Linked DNA regions of Ostrinia nubilalis: region 2 is linked to region 1. A link is a contact called in public Hi-C data. All regions are on one chromosome and are shown on one strand. Each heading gives the region's core, a stretch centred on a gene start, on an enhancer-like site or on the middle of the called end of the contact. The rest is flanking DNA. Distances are from core to core; before and after follow the strand shown.

Region 1 (4,713 bases), core at 1,239-3,738:
GTCTAAAGCCAGCTTGCTCCCGTGGTTGATTTTCGTCTAGTTTCTTGCTTATCCTTCCCAGGATAACTTTCGAAAATACTTTGTAGATATTTGACATTAAACTTATAGGCCTGTAGTTTCCTATGTCTTCCTTTTGTCCTTTTTTAAATATAAGAATAATTATCGGATAATTATCAGATAATTATCTGATAATTATCAACCGCATAAGATACATTTGTCATATTGCTTCATAAGAAATTCTGATTGCGTATGTTGTTTTATGTTTTTGGTTGCTGATTTTTGTCAAGTTGTCCATGCTAGTCGCATAAAGTTTGCAAAATAGATAAATATTTTGACGCTAAATAACTAGTGATTATTGTGGAGCTAAATAGATAGGTTTTATAACTATCTTTGTTGATTAACGCCCACTAATTAGACGCAAGTGCGGAAATACCAGGGTTCGAAAATATCCGATATTTATTATAAATATCAAAATATCGGATATTTATGATATATATCCGATATATATCAACTTTGATATATATCAATTTTGTATGAAAGCCATAGTATTATTTTATTGTATTATTCATGAATACTATTGCATATGTGTTACATAAACATGTTTTTAATGTTTTTAAAACTTAAAATCAGACAAATAAAGCAAAAACATAAAATATCTTTGAAATACGGCAAAATCAACTAAAAAAATAAAAATCTTATGTCAAAAAGTACAAATACAGTAACAAATTTTAAAAGTTGATATATATCATCAAAACCGGCTTGATATACAGGGTGTTAGGTAAATGGGTATATGAGCCGGCACTAGCCCATGTTAACATGGTCATATAAATGGTATGGTGAAGTCAGAAATTAGATATCATCATTTTATTTTTTTTAATTTTCATCCCAACTAATACAAAATAAATTTTATAAAATCCGATTTGTATGAAAATTAAAATAATTAAAATGAAGATATCAATTTTCTGACTTCACCATACCATTTATATGACCATGTTAACATGGGCTAGTGTCGGCTCATATACCCATTTACCTAACACCCTGTATATCGGATATATATCCGATATATATCTTGATATATATCCCTTGATATATATCCTCGAACCCTGGGAAATACACGTTCGAAAACTTCGAATACAGTTCATTTTCACGAGCGCATTGTTATGTTATTATCAACCGTTAATTATCCATCTTAATTATCCTTTCGAACCCTGTTTTAAATTAATTGTTGTCTAGGACTGTTAAACTATTTCCAAAGTCTATATTTCCAATTTTTATTTGTGACTTACATGGCTCTTCATGTATTCCAAGCAGTCATCAATTTTGGCCAGCACTATGAAGAATGCTTCACTGTTCACTGACATGGTGGTGCTGTTGAGTCTTTGAGATAAGTGCTCCACCTGAGTGAAGTAATGGAGCTTCTGCTTGATGTCATCACCTGAAAAATAATTATTAGTAAACCTAATTAATACTGCAAATGATATTGATGCAGACAACAGTAAATTATTGTTTTGAGCCACTATAAGAAGTAAAAACGTTAAAATAGGAAAGATTCCACTTTTTTAAGGTGAAATAAGAATGTAATTAATGATAAAAGGTTTGAAACCCTCATGAATAGAATATGAAGACTCTTTCATGTCTTAATTCATTAGAGATCCATCCATCTTTAGAACAATTTTATTTAGGTTCACTCTTCAAGGTGTTGTTTGTGACAAAGCATTGTCTAATAAAATTGGAAATAATTCTTTAGAATACTCTCCCAAAGTAGTAAAATACTCAAAAACAATTACCTATACTGGAAAGTTTATTCTGGTCAGCCAACAACTGCTCACTCATCAAATGTAAGGCATTGGTTTTGTTGGAAACAAGCTCATATTCTTCTGATAACTTGTTCAGGTCTGCCATTGTAGCCCCAATCTAAAAGAGAACCTATTAATAAGCCAGGATCTTTGATTACATCGAAAAAAATTTTGGTCTATTATTTTACCTGATTATTCAAAGATACACATTCATTTCTCCTATCCTCCAATTGCCGGTAGTATGCCTCGTACGGAGAATCATCCGCCTTGATAGTTTTCTCGCATAGACTCTCATACCAATCCAGGAAATCGAATGTTTTGTCCACTGGTGGTATGGGAGTATTTTCCGTTTGTTTATTGGATTCGTCCGCTGATTTGTCCTAGAATACATATGAAATGGTAGATAAGGGTAATAAAATCAACCCAGATATTGTTTCTATCGATTTAACTAGACTTTTAAACCAAATAAACCAGGTTTTTGATCAAATACAAACTTCTTCAGTTTCATTGGAAACACCAAGGATTATGGACTCCAAATCCAATATTGCCTCTCGTTGATCCGCCGTCAGCGGTGCCAGTGGGTTCTCTGGAGCCTCCCATAGCAATAATTTGCTTTGGATTTCTTTTAAACTCATGTTGATATCCATTTTGTCTAAAAAGAAATTGGAAATCACAAAACACTGCCGACGTCAGACGTCAAGCAAATAACTAACGTCATTTTGACATTGACGTGGGACATTTGACAGCTGATTCGCTTCGTTCAGAAAGGACAATGACCAAAAGTGGTCCAAATGTCCACCACTAATGAGTGGTTCAACAGCGTACGTCAGCTGTTTTGACCAATCGTATCGCAGAATCAGAAACGCGTCTGGATTGTAGACGTTATAAAAGTTACCGTAATCGGGGCTCTATTCGCTGGGTGCGAAGTACTAGGTGGGGGGGACATAATCTATCGCAGCGCTCATGGTGGTCAAAAGTAGAAATAATGTTAGCTCTGTCATCAGATGTATCTGTCAATGGCAAAGCGATTCTACATAATACATTTTAATATCATTAATTAATCGCATGAAAAGGGTCCTACTGGGAACTTAAATAAAAGAGTGGACTGTATTTCGATAGGGCTGTTTTAATAGCCGTTTACAATTTGGAAATAACTAAACTATACAACGTGGTAGTACAAAAATGAGTCACAGTAGTTGTTGTGCACAGATGTTTGCCTTATGATGAGAGCGTGAATTATTGAACTCTGCCCTTGTTTTGTTCTTAATTCTTCTACATCTCGGACTTGTCCAGCCAATACCAACAACTTTCCTTTAAATACGGTTTGTGGTTGGAATTTGATATTGTAACTCTCACAAACCCGGTCTTCAAAACGATACTCATTTCGATCTGAAAACGATATTTAATTTATTACTAGCGATACAGAAACATTTAAATATATTTACTGTTATATAATGAAACCGTTAAAGTAGCTTTTTCTTTTTGTTTTACTGTAAAACTACAACTATAAATGAAGTAAACAAACCCTGACACAATCAAAATTAAACACACTTTTTGGACTTACCTCATTTGATTTGAATGACCAAAATGATTTCAAAACCTTTTTTCCACCCAAATCGTGGTATCACAACAATTTATTAGTTGAAAATATTTGTTATTTTTTCATTTCGATATTTTTTCACAAATATACGACCTAAATGTCAATGTGACAGAGCCCACAAAGTTGTGGACGCTAGTTGGCGCTGTAATCGTGCACGGAGCCAATATTGGCTTATAGTCCATTAAATAGAGATTAACTTTCAGTATGGGACGAAAAAAAAAGAAGCTGTCAGTAAAAAGTTATGACCGTATGAAAAATTGTAGTAGTTTACGCGCTAATCTCAGGAACTACTGGTCCGATTTGAAAAAATATTTTTGTTATGGATAGCCCATTTATCAAGGATGGTTTTAGGTTATATAACATCACCCTACAACCAATAGGGGCGGCGCAGCGACCACCCGACCATAATCCCAATTGGGAACGTGCGAAGTGGGTGGAAGGGGTAAAGAAAACGATCGTTGCGCTCGTCGCGGCACAAATGTGTAACATTATGGGCAAGGGAAGCAAACAAACTTGTCTTGTCATTGTCAATGTTGTTTTGATTTTAATGTGATTGTGTTAATTTATTCAATTGTATTGATGATATTGTACATGTATGTTGTGTTTTAGTTAATTTACAGCCTCCAATCTTTTCCAAGAGTAATACTGTTGTAAAAGGTAAATAAAATTCAACTTTTGAAAAACATAACTGTTTTTTATTTTATAAAGTTCTGCACTTAAATTATTATCATTTTAATATTAAATTAACACTTTCTTATCAGTATCATTACTGCAACACATACAAACTTAAGAAGTTAGCATAAATTGGAGATATTTGACGTAATATAGATTGTGGTTCACAACAGTCAGTCTTAGATACTGATCCAAACATATCTTGAAAATAGCTCCCTTTGGAATATTTACAAGCTACAAATTGACGAATAATGGGTTCTCCCCATTGTTGTTCGATGCTCGTTTTTAAATTACTAACTTTGTTGTTAATGTAACATATTAAAGCAGCAACATGTTTGCACTTGCCGCTCTGGTTATAAACGCAGCTGCATTTTACTCCTGTGACAACCCTAGCATGATCGATCTGTAATAAATGCAACGAATATTAATTTTATAATTTTCTCTAAAGCTTTAGTCATATTTTTAGGTTAGGAGATTACTTACGTTTAAACTTGTTTTATAGGGTGTCGAGGTCACCGATGTTTGACGAATGATGGTGGCTCAATAAATAACCATTGCCATTAGTTGTCAGCTCTTCTACATTCCTCACATGCTCTGCTAGCACCATTTTTTTTCCTTTTAGCTGAGTTTGGGGTTGGAAACTTA
Region 2 (5,000 bases), core at 1,602-4,101, 200 kb after region 1:
ACACCACTATCAGGAGCTTGCAAGTTAGGATCTGTGATGTCCAAGTTATTATTCAAAGTAATAGGTGCATTTTGCGGAGTAGTTGTATGATCTAGGTAGTCCATACACATCCACCGACCCCTTCGGAAAGGTTCTGTGCTCTCTATTTTCACAACTTTAAACCGTTCATTCCTAACATGTTCTTGTATCTCTTTCATACCTTCCTGGGGTTTCGCATTTCCTATGAGATTAATGATGCTGCCCGTTCCGGCATTCGTGACACTAACATGCATGTCACTTACTTCTGAATTATTACTATTTGGCACTGCTCCTCCTATTTGGTTGGTGTTGTTGTCCTGACCGACGATAGCTAGTCCGTACTGGGAGCTAGTCGGGATAACAGGGGCACAACCTAGTGATGCACTCGACGCGTTATAAAACACATCGTCCTTCGAGAAGGTGTCTTCAGAATAACTGGGGGTCTCATTCTCGATATCAGTCACGCGAGAGATGTCGTCGGTGTGAGATTCATCAAGATCGTCGGCTGAGTCCTCTCCAGCATCAGTGCTCACTCGAGAACCAACCGTCACACTGGTGATCTGAAACGAAGATATTTTCCTTGGGTTATGGGCGGCTTGAAGAGTTGTTGGGTGAGTCATTCCCTTCTCTGACTCGTTCAGCCGAAGAGATTCGCTCGTCGTACGATGAACAACGTTGTTATACTTGTTTTTCTCACTAGTTTTATGTGACTTTTGAATCAGATTGTCAGCCATTATGCCGTCCGAATCGAGTGACTATCTAAAGAAAATTTCACTGTTTATTGGCTTCAGAGACATCTGATTGACTTTTCAAACACAGCAATATAAGAAATATAAAACCATTGTACACTCACAATTTCACAAACACAGTAATTTAACTATTTATAGTCTTAAAATTCATTAGTAAACACACACAGTTGCGAACATCTTTCAGACGGCAGCAACATGGCGGCCATTTATGCGCAATGCATTATGGTTGACAATTTGCAGTGACTATAGACAATCTAGAATTCTGATGGCTAGTTTCTATCTATGGTCGCTAGATGGCAGTTGACGAAACCTTTTTATAGGTGGCGCAGCTGTCGCTTTATGAATCTGTACTCGATTTTATTTTGTAAGAAATGCAAGAAAAAAGAAAAACAATTCAAAGGACAATGGGCAAAATGGTACCCGGCTCCAATAGATATGAGTCTAGTATCGTTTGAAAGGTCTTACCAAGATTAACAACTTTTACTATGACCACCAGCCTCAGATCTGGTTGTGTACGAAGATATTCATACTTTTTTGCAGAATGGTACCCGGCTCCAATAGTTATGTTTGTAGTGTCATTTGAAAGGTCTTACCAAGACGAACATCATTTACTATGGCCACCAGCCTCAGATCTGGTTGCGTTCGAAGATAAAGATACTTTTTGTGTAACCTAAGTATCATACAGTATGAAGGGGGACGCGCTCGGGGCAGGCCACCGACGAGATGGTCGGACGCGGTGAGGAAGACGGTGGGCGGGAGTTTGCATCGTGCGGTCCACACAGCTTATGACCGCAGTCTGTGGAGGAACACTATCTGTGGTCGCGATCCTCATCAGTGAGGGACCGAGGAAGAAGAAGAAGTATCATACGTGTCCATCGTATGGTACTTAGGTTAACGAGGCAGGAAGGGTTTACTGCTCCAGCATCCTTCCTTAACTCTATAATTATTGATGGGGATAATTGTGAAATAAATATTTTTATTTAAAGAAGTACTACCCCCATTAATAAAAAGTTACACCTAGGAAGAACCTTGGATTAAAATGACATTTCCATACCAAATGACAATTTAAGCCAGAGTTCAACTAGGGTGTAACTTTTATTAATGAAGGGGTAAAGTTTTATTACTTCTTAAGGGTTTTATGATGGGTTGCTAAAGCGAATAAACCCACAAGACCCAATAAGTCCACCCACAAGATGAACCGACGACCTCATAAAGGTAGCGGGAAGGCGCTGGATGCAGGCCGCCACCAACCGGCCATTGTGGAAATCATTGGGGGACGCCTATGTTCAACTGGACGTCCTATGGCTAAAATGATCATGATGATGATGATGAAAGCGAATAAAGGGCTAATAGCTTGGGTAGTTCATCGTAGGTATAATCCTTTCCTTTTCAATGCTTCTTTTAGTTATATTAATAGATTGTAGTCATAATACATACTCGTATACATGGATGATTGTGTTATACTTTCATTATAATACTTAGTGGAATTACTGCTTTCAAAACGTGAATTAGAACTGGCCCCATAGCAGACATTTTCCTACATCTAAAGGCCTTTTAAAATATATATTGGTTATGGTTATTGGAGCGGGTACCACTTTCCATACATTTGTGCCCATCATCCTTTTATTAGTTTACTTTGAATTATAATACAAAATTTAATTAATTTAAAACGTTAATTGAGTGGCGAATCAAGAAGTATCTTAAATCATGTGAAACATAACATGTTGTGGAAAATTATCACGAAACGAACAGTTTAATAGTTATTTACTTCTTTTTAATTATAATTAGTTATTTATAGACATGATAATGCATATTATCATACAACATTTAATTAGTGACGACATAACATACTGTAGGTATTAATTTGATGAATGAAAACAGAAACCAATAGCTGATAGCCTGATAGTCATAGAACTCACCTGTTTTAATCATTTTTGAAGAGAAATGAATGTTAATACAGGTTTGAGTTGAAAGATTTAAATTATTTAAGGTATTACTCACTTTTTCATTCATTTGGTATCGTTATAAAATGATAAAATATTGCGCATGAATAGAGTGGAAAAAAATACTATTAATAGCTACGTCACGCTCTATCTGCCTTGCGTCACAGTTTGTAAGGTTACTAAAAGTTTTGACTATTCCGCGATAGATGACGCCCGCTTGCTTTTTATAATCAAAAGCTGTTACAAACCGCCGCAAGATGGCAGTCTATACGTAAATAGCTTCAATGTTATGAAAAAGAGAAAAACTTTTATGATTTATTCATACTCTCTAATCTGTGATATTAATGTCCTTATTGTTAATTAAATATTAATTAAGATAAAAATAAAATAGTAACTTTTTGTGTTCCGAGGTAGGTAGGTAATTTTAAGTATTTGTTTGTAAATCAAAAATAAAAATTTCATGTCATTCAAAATACCTAGTACCTATTTAATGAGAAAATACATAAGTGAACTTTATTTGATGTGGAAAACTTTACTTAGCGAACTTAAAGCGGCAAGAGACATTCTCTCCTACTTAACCTTTGATTCAAAACACAAATTACTCTAATTTTCTCTTTGGTCTAAAGATTGACTATGAAAGTGGCAGAAAATTATTGTGTACTAGCTTTTGCCCGCGGCTTCACCCGCGTGAAATTTAGTGCCACAGATTCGCATAAATTATAGCCTATATGTTAATCTGGGTTACAAATAATTTGCCTTTTTTGTAAATATTGTTTTTTTTTGTATACAGGGTGTTAGGTAAATGGGCATATGAGCCGACACTAGCCCATGTTAACGTGGTCATATAAATGGTATGGTGAAGTCAGAAAATTGATATCTTCATTTTAATTATTTTATTTTTCATACAAATCGGATTTTATAAAATTTATTTGTACTGTATAGTATAGTTTTTAAGTTTGTAAATTACCTGTACAAATTTAGTTTGTTGTTCTGAATAAATAATAATACCTACTGTAAAGTTTCAACCAAATCCGTTCAGTAGTTTTTGCGTGAAAGAGTAACAAACATCCACACCACCACCTTTATAAAATATTATTAGTAGGATCAATGAATCATGGTGTATGTATAATTTGTCCTAATAATTAAATTATTTTGAGGAAAAATTTTACGATTGTCAAATTGTATGATTTTAAAAGTCTCAATTTACTACAAACCACTAAGGTTGGTAACTTGGTAGTAAATTGAGACTATTCAATTTGACCAAAATTTTGTAAACGGATGATAAACTTTTTTTTTACCCGACTGCGCCAGAAGGTGGGTTATGTTTTTAAATTATTTGGATTTTATAAAACTAACTTTTTTCAAGTCGGTTGAAAACAATGTTTTACTGAAATTTCCAAACAGTATTTGGCTTTTGTGAAATGTAAATCTGAAAAATTGTAGCTATAAGATAAAATCAAATAAAATCTGTAAGTTACGTTGTTCTCATGTTATTATTGTGATTTACATACCTATGCGTGATTTTTTGATTTTTCTACACATATTGTAGTACTCCATATGAAGCAGTTTGAAAATTAGACTGATGCGATGGTATACCGTTTTTTTTTATTTTCTAGCCTAGTTTAAAAACTGTTAATTTCGTTTTTTTATGCTAAAGTATCCAGAAGTTAAATTTCTTCAGAAATACTTCAGAAGATATCTAGACTCTAGATAGAAGAAATCTATCTAAATTATTTGCAACTTCCTTTGTTTGATGCTAGTTACACAGAATCAAAGTAATGTATGTATTTACTGTTGAAATATGCTAGCCATAATGATTAAACGGTGTAAATAATTTGGTTAGAAATAAAATTGAAGGAAATAAAATAAAACTCACAATAAAGTACGTGGCAGCGAAATGTTCGCGGTATTTCGCGAGTCGCGCCTTCCTAGGGAACTAAGGCGCAGATGCAGGAGCGCCCCGACCCCGGCTATTACGCGCAAGGTCTCCAGATCGTCAGCCGATTTAGCCAGCATCCCCACCAATCGGCGTGACACTTCTTAAACGAAGGTAATTTGCTATTATTTGTAAATTGATGTCCGCTCGCCCGCCGCGGGCTGCCCGCGCCGCAGTCGCTCGGGAGCTCGGGAACCTCCACGGCTCTCCCACTGGCTCCGGGCTCAGCCACAAATCCGTTTTCAAATACAACAATCTAGGACTCGAGCCTAAATAAACAGTCGCCGCGCACGCAGCCTTTCGTACGCGACCGCCAGTCGATAAGACATATCACACGAAGTTACACCTGAATTG

Evidence for each region. A called contact is a pair of places that touch in the nucleus more often than the background predicts.
Region 2: a contact with region 1 is called in a Hi-C map of whole body, with 4 times the contacts expected there. The contact joins the promoter of LOC135084943 here to the promoter of LOC135084619 in region 1. A contact is called at or near these places in 3 of 5 Hi-C or Micro-C datasets (all in whole body).

Annotation. Positions count from the first base shown.
Region 1 is chr1:3,696,912-3,701,624 of ilOstNubi1.1, forward strand. It overlaps LOC135084619 (conserved oligomeric Golgi complex subunit 3), which reads right to left and starts at 2,489. Exons shown (of 12, transcript XM_063979424.1): 1 at 2,291-2,489; 2 at 1,985-2,176; 3 at 1,788-1,914; 4 at 1,287-1,435. The coding sequence starts at 2,443.
Region 2 is chr1:3,892,269-3,897,268 of ilOstNubi1.1, forward strand. It overlaps LOC135084943 (protein bunched, class 2/F/G isoform-like), which reads right to left and starts at 2,852. Exons shown (of 5, transcript XM_063979866.1): 1 at 2,769-2,852; 2 at 1-578. The coding sequence starts at 2,780. It overlaps LOC135085178, which reads left to right and starts at 4,803. Exons shown (of 13, transcript XM_063979967.1): 1 at 4,803-5,000.